Linked DNA regions of Mus musculus: all the other regions are linked to region 1. Evidence: chromatin contacts called from public HiChIP or PLAC-seq data. All regions are on one chromosome and are shown on one strand. Each heading gives the region's core, a stretch centred on a gene start, on an enhancer-like site or on the middle of the called end of the contact. The rest is flanking DNA. Distances are from core to core; before and after follow the strand shown. Region 1 has its middle 34 kb from the start of Gm23117. Region 2 overlaps Jarid2 (jumonji, AT rich interactive domain 2). Region 3 overlaps Gm40931 (a long non-coding RNA gene).

Region 1 (2,515 bases), core at 5-2,504:
AGTCAGCTATAACTCTGAATTGTAGTCACAGGATGGAGCCAAGGCCAGCAGGTGGAAGTCGCTGAAGTTAGATTAATCTCACTGACACAAGGACACATCCAATTGTTAGGGCTCATAGCCAGCTGCCTGTTTCTGCAACCCAGCTCCTTGGAAATAGAAACACTCACGTAGAGCCCGTAGAGGATCATGTATGAGGTCGTAGAACTGAAGGGGAACTCCCTTCCACTCTTTGAAGAATTGCTAGTCTCAACTAAAAAGAAGGAAGCCGTGGAAAGATTCATGCATTTATTACAGGCAGGGAAGCGCTAACCGTGATTTGGAAACTGAAGAACTCCTCTTGGAGAGTAGATGGAAACTGAAGAACTCCTCTTGGAGAATAGATGGGCGGAGTGGGGAAACGCAGAAAGTTTGTAGAAAAATAGTAAATGGCTTTCAGGGAAACCCAGTAGTGTGCATTAGAGAGTATTCTGTGGCCTGTGACAGTCTATTTGGCCTGGATGCGAGACAGTGGTTTGGGAAAGATTCTCTATAGACCAAACTATGGCTTGTGATGAAAAGTCCACCCAGGTGTGTTCACCAATCTCAGCCATCTTCCTGGGATCTGAGCTGCGTTTTCTCTGGTTAATAGAGCTGTGTGTGCAGCCTGAGAGGGCACTCTGCTTCTCTGTGGGCAGATGGGATCTTGGGAGGATGTGGGGCCTTTGTAGAAAATCTCTTTCTGTTAGAGATGGGTGGAGACAACGGAAGGCCAGGCACCTTAAATTCTGTGTTAAACATCTGGCCTTTTAGGCATTTGGGGGTACCAGTCGCTGAGTTCCAATTTAGAAAAAGAATAAATTTGGTCTGCACGGAATTCAGTTAAGTCTGAGGCAGGGGGGCCCAAGAACCTGCATTTGTTGCTGGCACGGAGACAGACTCCGATAGCAACAGAAGAAAGAGTCAGTTTAGATTGTTAAGCTCTGCTCCGGGTCTAAGGTTTTATGGTGCCCCAGGAGCAAATTATTTAAGTAACCAGAATCCACCTCCCTGTAAAGAGTTGGGCATGGCCGACCCGTTAGAAGTGTTAACGAAGATTCAGAACCAGAGGACTGGGTTTAGCTCCACCCCCAGCATAATTCTGTCTTCATAGAAGACCTCATTCACTTTCTCAGGGGCTGCTCCCCCCCCCACTTCCTCCCCATCTCAGTTTGCTGGGCGTCTTCCATTGCTCATTGGGTTCAGATGGGGAAGCACAGATTGGGGTGGGGAGGACTAAAGCTGCGGCTGCCTTTTGTTCTCCTTGTCCTGGTTATACACGGTCTGACTTTGATGCCTTGAGACGAAACAGAACAACAACCTGTTTCCGGACATGTGATGAGGACAGTCACATCACCTTACCTGATGATCTGTATGTGACCCTACGCAGGGGTTGTAAAATCATCTGAGCCCATGTGTCTTGTGTCCCACAGGCAGCTATAGCGGGGGAATAAGGAGAGGCGAGCAGTCTCACAATACCTTGTAAAGCCTGTGGGCGCTCTGTGGTTGCAGATCACTTCCCGTGGACATCCTTGTGTCTGAGCAGCTTACCCTGTACAGCCACACATGAGGCACTGTTTGGAGAAGGAGCATGACACTGGGGACAGCAAACACTGTAGGAGAAAAATCCAGGCCATTTCCACTCTGTAACTAAAGCTTTCTTGGGCTAGAGGGATGTGGGGGAGGCAGAAGTGGGGAGGAAGGAAGGGAAAGGAGTCTTGAGTTTCACCAGGAAGCCCGAAAGGAAAAGAAATGGTACAAACCAGGGTGTGCGTGTGAGGGATGGGCTCTGGGGAGGGTCCCTGGGCCTGCCAGGGACTCCTCTGATTCTACCCTGCCTGTTGCAAAGAAACAGCCTCCAAGAAGCCCTTTCTCCATCTCTATCCTCTAGCCTTGCATCCTTTTGGAAACCTAGGAAACATATTTGTGGACCAAAGGAGTGAGGAGACAGGCAGTAGGCTAAGAAGAACCTCTCAGCAGAGGTCTGGGGATAATATGACAGTATCCAGAGGAACATAACCCTGCCCTAGGAACACATTTTAAAACTTCATACCTCCTGAGGTAAAAAATGAAACCTGGAAGAAAGAGGAGTATCTTGATTTAGCAAGGAATTGATTTTTATTTTTTTAACCCCTGGAGTGAATGTTACCAAAATAAACAAAGAGAACATTTCAAAACTATATATATATATTTTTTTGCACCCTTTGCATTTTAATTTGGCTTTGCAGCTATTATAAGAAGCTCAGGGGGAAAGTCGCAGGTAAAATTCTGGAGAGTCCTAGCGAGCTGTCTCATCTTTGAAACTGTAGCAATGAGGGGACAATAGAAATGGGTTCAGGGGATTCTCAGGGGCTCTGTTTGCATGCTGGAATTCTTGGTCCTGGGCTCTTGCATCTCCCACAGGTCTCTGACATACTAGAGGCCATAGAAAAGAAGCAAACTTAGTTAACACCAAAAAGATCTTGTCCTGCCTATCCTACAGAAAGCTGTAAAGTGGTTC
Region 2 (2,515 bases), core at 6-2,505, 860 kb before region 1:
TGGACTTACATATAATAAATAAATTTAAAAAAAGAAAAGAAAAGAAAAAGAGTGAAGAATAAAACACATGAGAAGTGACCACACTATAAATCATTTACCTAAAGAAGCCATTGAAAGGCAAAACAGGACATGCACTACTCATGTGAAGCTATTAATCCAACATGTTAGAGCCTCTATTGGTTAGACAGTTTGCATAGCTTACTGATATGATAAAAGTGTTTGCTTTAAAAACCAAACAAGCCAAGCAGAGGTGGCACATACCTTTAATCTCAGCACTCAGGAGGCAGAGGCAGGCGAATATGAGTTCGAGGCCAGCCTGGTCTATAGAGTTCCAGAACAGCCAGGACTACAGAAAAAAACCAACAAACCAATCCTGAATTACATTTCCTGCAATTCAGTAAGGGCATGTGGTGCACAACATACAAACATGCAGACAAAGCTTTCACACATAAAATACGTATTTTATGATTATTTTAATTGTTTTCACTACTTCACAAAAGGAAGTCAAAAGCAAATCATCACACCCACAAGGCAAACCAATTTCCTGATATTTTGGAATAAAGGATATTCAAAGTTCATTCTTCCTATGGAACCACTGTGGAAAGAACTGAATGGTTCCACAAGAGATATTTTTAAGGACTTACTAACAGTAGAGTTAATTTCATAAAAGAAGTAACATATGCCCAGCAATATGCATTTAAAATTAAAGAGGTTTGCAATTACCCACTGCTGTAATTTTCCCTACACTGTCAATAAATAAATGTCACTTCCAGTTACAGGTGAGATCTGAATGGGAAAGTTTTAAAAATATATAGCATTATAAATGAGATGCAGTAAATGCCTATGGAACACAATGCTGGCTGATTCAAAGCAAAATGTGTACAGTTCATGACAGAATGAGAAAGTCCTGTAATATGTCACTTCTGAAATTACTGATCTTCTCACAAAAGAAGTTCAACTTCCAATCTGCTGACCTGAGTAAAACCCCATCTGTCACTCGGTAACTTTCCCTCTTTCCATGTCCCTAGCTGTTCCTTGGGAATTTTTTAAAGCCTGGGATTTCAGTACACCTACACACTGCTTCAAATGTTTAAATGCTTGAGTGTGAATCTTACCAAATTCTCTAAGTCTTCTTGCCAATATTTGCTTCCTGTCTGCCAAAACTAACTTGGTAAAAAGCAGCTATCTAGTGACACTAACAGAGTCTGACTCACCCATCTTTAAAAGTCAATGCAAAGTAAGGACTCCAAGTGTTGGGTCTAGAGAAGGCACTCACGGCCTGATGACCTCAGCTCCCACCGTGACTCGCATGACAAGTTCACTGCTGTCTGCTCCTCCAGTGTGAGATCAGCCCCCCCCCCACTCTAAAAGCACCAAATGACTGCAGTACATTTGCATACAAATATTTTTAAAAATGAAAAAAAAAAATGTGGGACTGAAGAACTGAATGGGTGGTTAAAAGTGCACATCACCCACGCAGTGGCTCAGAATTGTCCAGAACTTCAGTTACAAGAGATCTGACATCCTTTTCTAAACTCTGCAGGCACCAGACATGCATGTGGTACACATATTCAGGATAAACACACATACGCATAAGTTTAAAAATACTTTGGAGAGAGGAAGGAGTGGGAAGGGAGAAATGATATATAATCTCATAAAAAGTTTTTTTTAAATGAGGACAACATTAAAATCTAAAACTTAAAGAAAAAAACGAGCAAAACCAAAGTCCTTGGGGTTAATGAATCCCAACATCATGGAAAAAGGGTTAGCAACTCATTACTCTCTCCCTACTCTTTCACATATGTATACACATGCATATGTACACAGCCATACTTACATGTGTATACATATGCATAGATATCCACACCACAACAGTTCTAAAAACACGGAAGTATGCACATGGGCTTTGCAAAGAGGCTCTATCTATTGTCTAGTAATTAAGACATTTCAGTCTTCAAATATTCCAAAATGAGTGATTTGGTATCTGCTTGCTTACAACAGGTGGCCTGCAACTGGCTGTGTAGACAGACCAGGCTACCCTTCATTCCCAAAGACCTACCTACCTCTGAGGCTAGCTTCAGACTCTCAAAGATCCACCTTAACAATGAACACTAGGATTAAAGGGTGTGTGTCACTATGACTGGCAACAATTGTAATTTTAAACTTTCTCATTACTCTCTTGGCTGCAGAGAGTTGAAGACAACTCCAGAGCTCATGAATTACAAATGTAGTTTATGAATAAGCTCCCAAAAAAGCTGGAAATAAGAAAAGTTTCCCAAGACAAGATGCTTCTCTATAGATGAAGCTTAAACATCACTTGTCCAATCACAATGGAATGCCAGGAGCACAGCTCTAAAGCAGAAGGGAAGTATACACCAAACACACTGCACAAATTTCTTACTTGCCTTTAAAAGGAAGTTTCTTAAATGCTTACAAAAGGAAATATGTAGTAGTCAGAGTTAACAACACATCTGGATGAGGCAGTACATACCTATAACCCTGGCACTTGAGAAGT
Region 3 (2,515 bases), core at 9-2,508, 680 kb before region 1:
TGAGGGTGATCTCTTGTCCAGGTGACAGGCAGGACCTGCTGGGATTTTTTAAAGTTTTTGTTGTTGTTGTTGTTTATGTGTATGGTGTCTGTGTGGCTACCTGTGGAGTCCAGCGCTGGCTCTCTTGGAGATGGGGTTACAGGAGGTTGTGAGCCATCTGGTGTGAGTTCTAGGAACCAAACTAGGATCCTCTGGAAGATTAGCAAGCTGGACCACCTCTCCAGTGCCCTGGATTAAGTCTTAAGAAAGAGGAGAAGATAGTACGTGATGCTCTTATCTTGGAGCAGAGCAGGATATCATGTCTACACACAGGGCCAGGGCATTTCTTTCTTTCTTTTTTTTTTTTTTTTTTTGACTGGAAGGCCCAGGGAACCGCAAAGGTGATGTACTTTTTCAGTCTTACTAGGGGGAGCAAGAGGCAGTGCTCAAAGCTGACTCGAAGACTTTGAGTCAGCATTTAAGGCTGTTATAACAATCCTCTTCCCTCGGGACTCGAGACTCCAAAGGATTTAGAGGCAGAGCTGAAATTAAGAAATATGTATGACCCATTTTTCCCCCTCATGAAAATCTGGAGATCTAATCCAAAATTGCTCACTGGAAGGCATGAGTGTCGGGGCTGGAGTTTGGATCATTCGCTCATGTATGACTCTCAGAACAGGTGCTCATTTAGAGAGGTAGCAGAAAAGCAGACCAGGGGACACCCCTAACCCCCTGCCTCACCCACACACATGCCAGGCTCCTGCAAGCTTGGGTCCATTGTCCAGACAGATCCAAGGACATGTTCAACTTCTGGTCAAGGACATGAATACAGGCTTCTGTCCCTAAGTTGTCTGGTCCATCTCTGTCTCCTTTCCTCATCACAATTAACAGACTGGTATTGCGAGGTTTTCAATCTTTAACAGACTTTAACGGCTGATGTTGTTAGAGGTACCACAACTCTTCTCCCAGGAAGCCAGGAGAGTCCTGCCAATCGTGTGTGTTGCTAATGAATTATGGTTGCATCATTTGAAGTCTTAACCTATGAGAGTTTTTTTTGTTTTTTGTTTTTTGTTTTTGTTGTTTTGTTTTTTCCTTTCTTTCTTGCCAGAACCTTCCTCAGCATAGTGCAGGGTCAAGTGTTACCTGCTAGCAAGTTCCTATCTTGGACTCCAGCCACTGAGCCTCTTGCTCTCCCTTCCAGGGCCCTGGGAGAGGAATGAGCTGCCAGGAGACCCTAATCATATGCATGCTGTCATCTGGAAATGATTACAGTGAGAGGACAGGGAGAACCCACGTTGATAGCATTGATTAGTTTCTTATTTCTAAGCAGAGAGAGCGCCCCTCTCTATTGCTTAAGATCCTGTTCCAATTTGTTCAGATTTTTCTCTTTGGTAGTGTAAAAAGCAAACTTATTTTGCCTTGGGAGCCCAGGACTACACTGGGCTTTGAAGACTGCAGCCATCTCTACAGGAGCTCTAGAGGCAGCTTCAACCAATGCTCAGCCTGAGATTAGCACATCAAAGGCCAGAGGTGGTCCCGAAGGGCTGGAGGAGCTTGGGGATCTAGGGATGTGGGGACCCAGGCTAGGATGGAATAATAATAATAAAAAAAAGGCTTACATTCCAATTCTTCAAATCTTTCAATTGCACGTTTGTGATCGTGAAAACCGCAGGCCGAACATACACAGGCACGCACGCACGCATGCACACGCACGCGGGCGTGCCCTGCTTTCCGAATACAAAAGAGGAATTAGAAATGAGCCAAAGAAAGAAAGCAAAAGTCCAATTTTCTCTGCCGTCTTTTCCCTAGAACCCAGAACGAGGCGCATGGAAACACTAGGTTTCCAGCTACTGCTTCAGAACCTTCCCTTGCACTAATTGCTAGGTTAAAACGAACCTCCAGAAAATAAATTCTGTCATTGCCCTGGGGTGCTGAGCCAAAATAACAACGGCAACCCTTAATAGCCAGGCTGAGCTGTGGAGGCCACAGTTATTTTTATCCTAACAAGAGGCACTGGTGATGTAGAGGAAATTGTCTCTTGGGGAGAGGATTCCTTTCGTGACTTGACCACAGCAGTAATAAGTTTCCGGGGCCCCTAAGCAGGTGTGTAGAGATGGGCGACCTTGAATGCAGATGAGGAGAGAGGATAAGAAAATTGACAGAAACCCAAACTCCCGAGATAACCTGTCGTGGAAATAAACAAGCTTGCAGAAGTGAAACACCAGGCAAGTGATAGGAGGAGGAGGCCTCTAATGAACTGGGTTTTGAAGGAAAACCCATTTGGATTCTTCTCGTGTCAGAAGTTTGTACTTAGGTAGGCTTATCTGTCTAGAAATGAAGTTACCCGACTTTGTGTCTAAAACAAATGTCTAAATTCTAAAGGGGTATAGGGATATACTCACTCTTCTCTAAAGCTTTAAGGGTTTAAGATTGATCAAAACGGTAATAGTAGAAAAGTTTGTTTAGGTTACTGATTAATTTTTGGTACAATTTTTAAAAAATAAAGATTTCTTTATTTTTATTATGTGTACGGGTG

What was found. HiChIP or PLAC-seq counts read pairs in DNA pulled down with a chosen protein or histone mark.
Region 2: an H3K27ac HiChIP or PLAC-seq map of thymic regulatory T cells shows a contact between it and region 1, with 13 times the contacts expected there. The contact joins two enhancer-like sites. A contact is called at or near these places in 1 of 484 Hi-C or Micro-C datasets (nephron progenitors) and 4 of 115 datasets of contacts at active chromatin or transcription factors (embryonic basal ganglia, embryonic stem cells, microglia and 1 more).
Region 3: an H3K27ac HiChIP or PLAC-seq map of T-cell acute lymphoblastic leukemia shows a contact between it and region 1, with 2.5 times the contacts expected there. The contact joins two enhancer-like sites. A contact is called at or near these places in 5 of 115 datasets of contacts at active chromatin or transcription factors (T-cell acute lymphoblastic leukemia, embryonic stem cells, extraembryonic endoderm stem cells and 2 more) and 1 of 9 other capture datasets (embryonic stem cells).

The regions. Positions count from the first base shown.
Region 1 is chr13:43,905,185-43,907,699 of GRCm38.p6, reverse strand. No RefSeq gene overlaps it. Among named protein-coding and RNA genes, the nearest start is that of Gm23117, 34 kb to the right of the region's middle. Within about 2 kb of position 1,254, at least 25 of the 459 cell types and tissues checked have an H3K27ac peak or open chromatin away from gene starts, as enhancers often do. A contact at or near this core is called in T-cell acute lymphoblastic leukemia and thymic regulatory T cells, where this site is marked.
Region 2 is chr13:44,769,816-44,772,330 of GRCm38.p6, reverse strand. All of the region lies in intron 1 of Jarid2 (jumonji, AT rich interactive domain 2), which reads right to left. Among named protein-coding and RNA genes, the nearest start is that of Jarid2, 40 kb to the right of the region's middle. Within about 2 kb of position 1,255, at least 39 of the 459 cell types and tissues checked have an H3K27ac peak or open chromatin away from gene starts, as enhancers often do. A contact at or near this core is called in thymic regulatory T cells, where this site is marked.
Region 3 is chr13:44,581,649-44,584,163 of GRCm38.p6, reverse strand. The region is part of intron 2 of Gm40931 (a long non-coding RNA gene); the gene reads left to right. Among named protein-coding and RNA genes, the nearest start is that of Gm34276, 14 kb to the right of the region's middle. Within about 2 kb of position 1,258, at least 43 of the 459 cell types and tissues checked have an H3K27ac peak or open chromatin away from gene starts, as enhancers often do. A contact at or near this core is called in T-cell acute lymphoblastic leukemia, where this site is marked.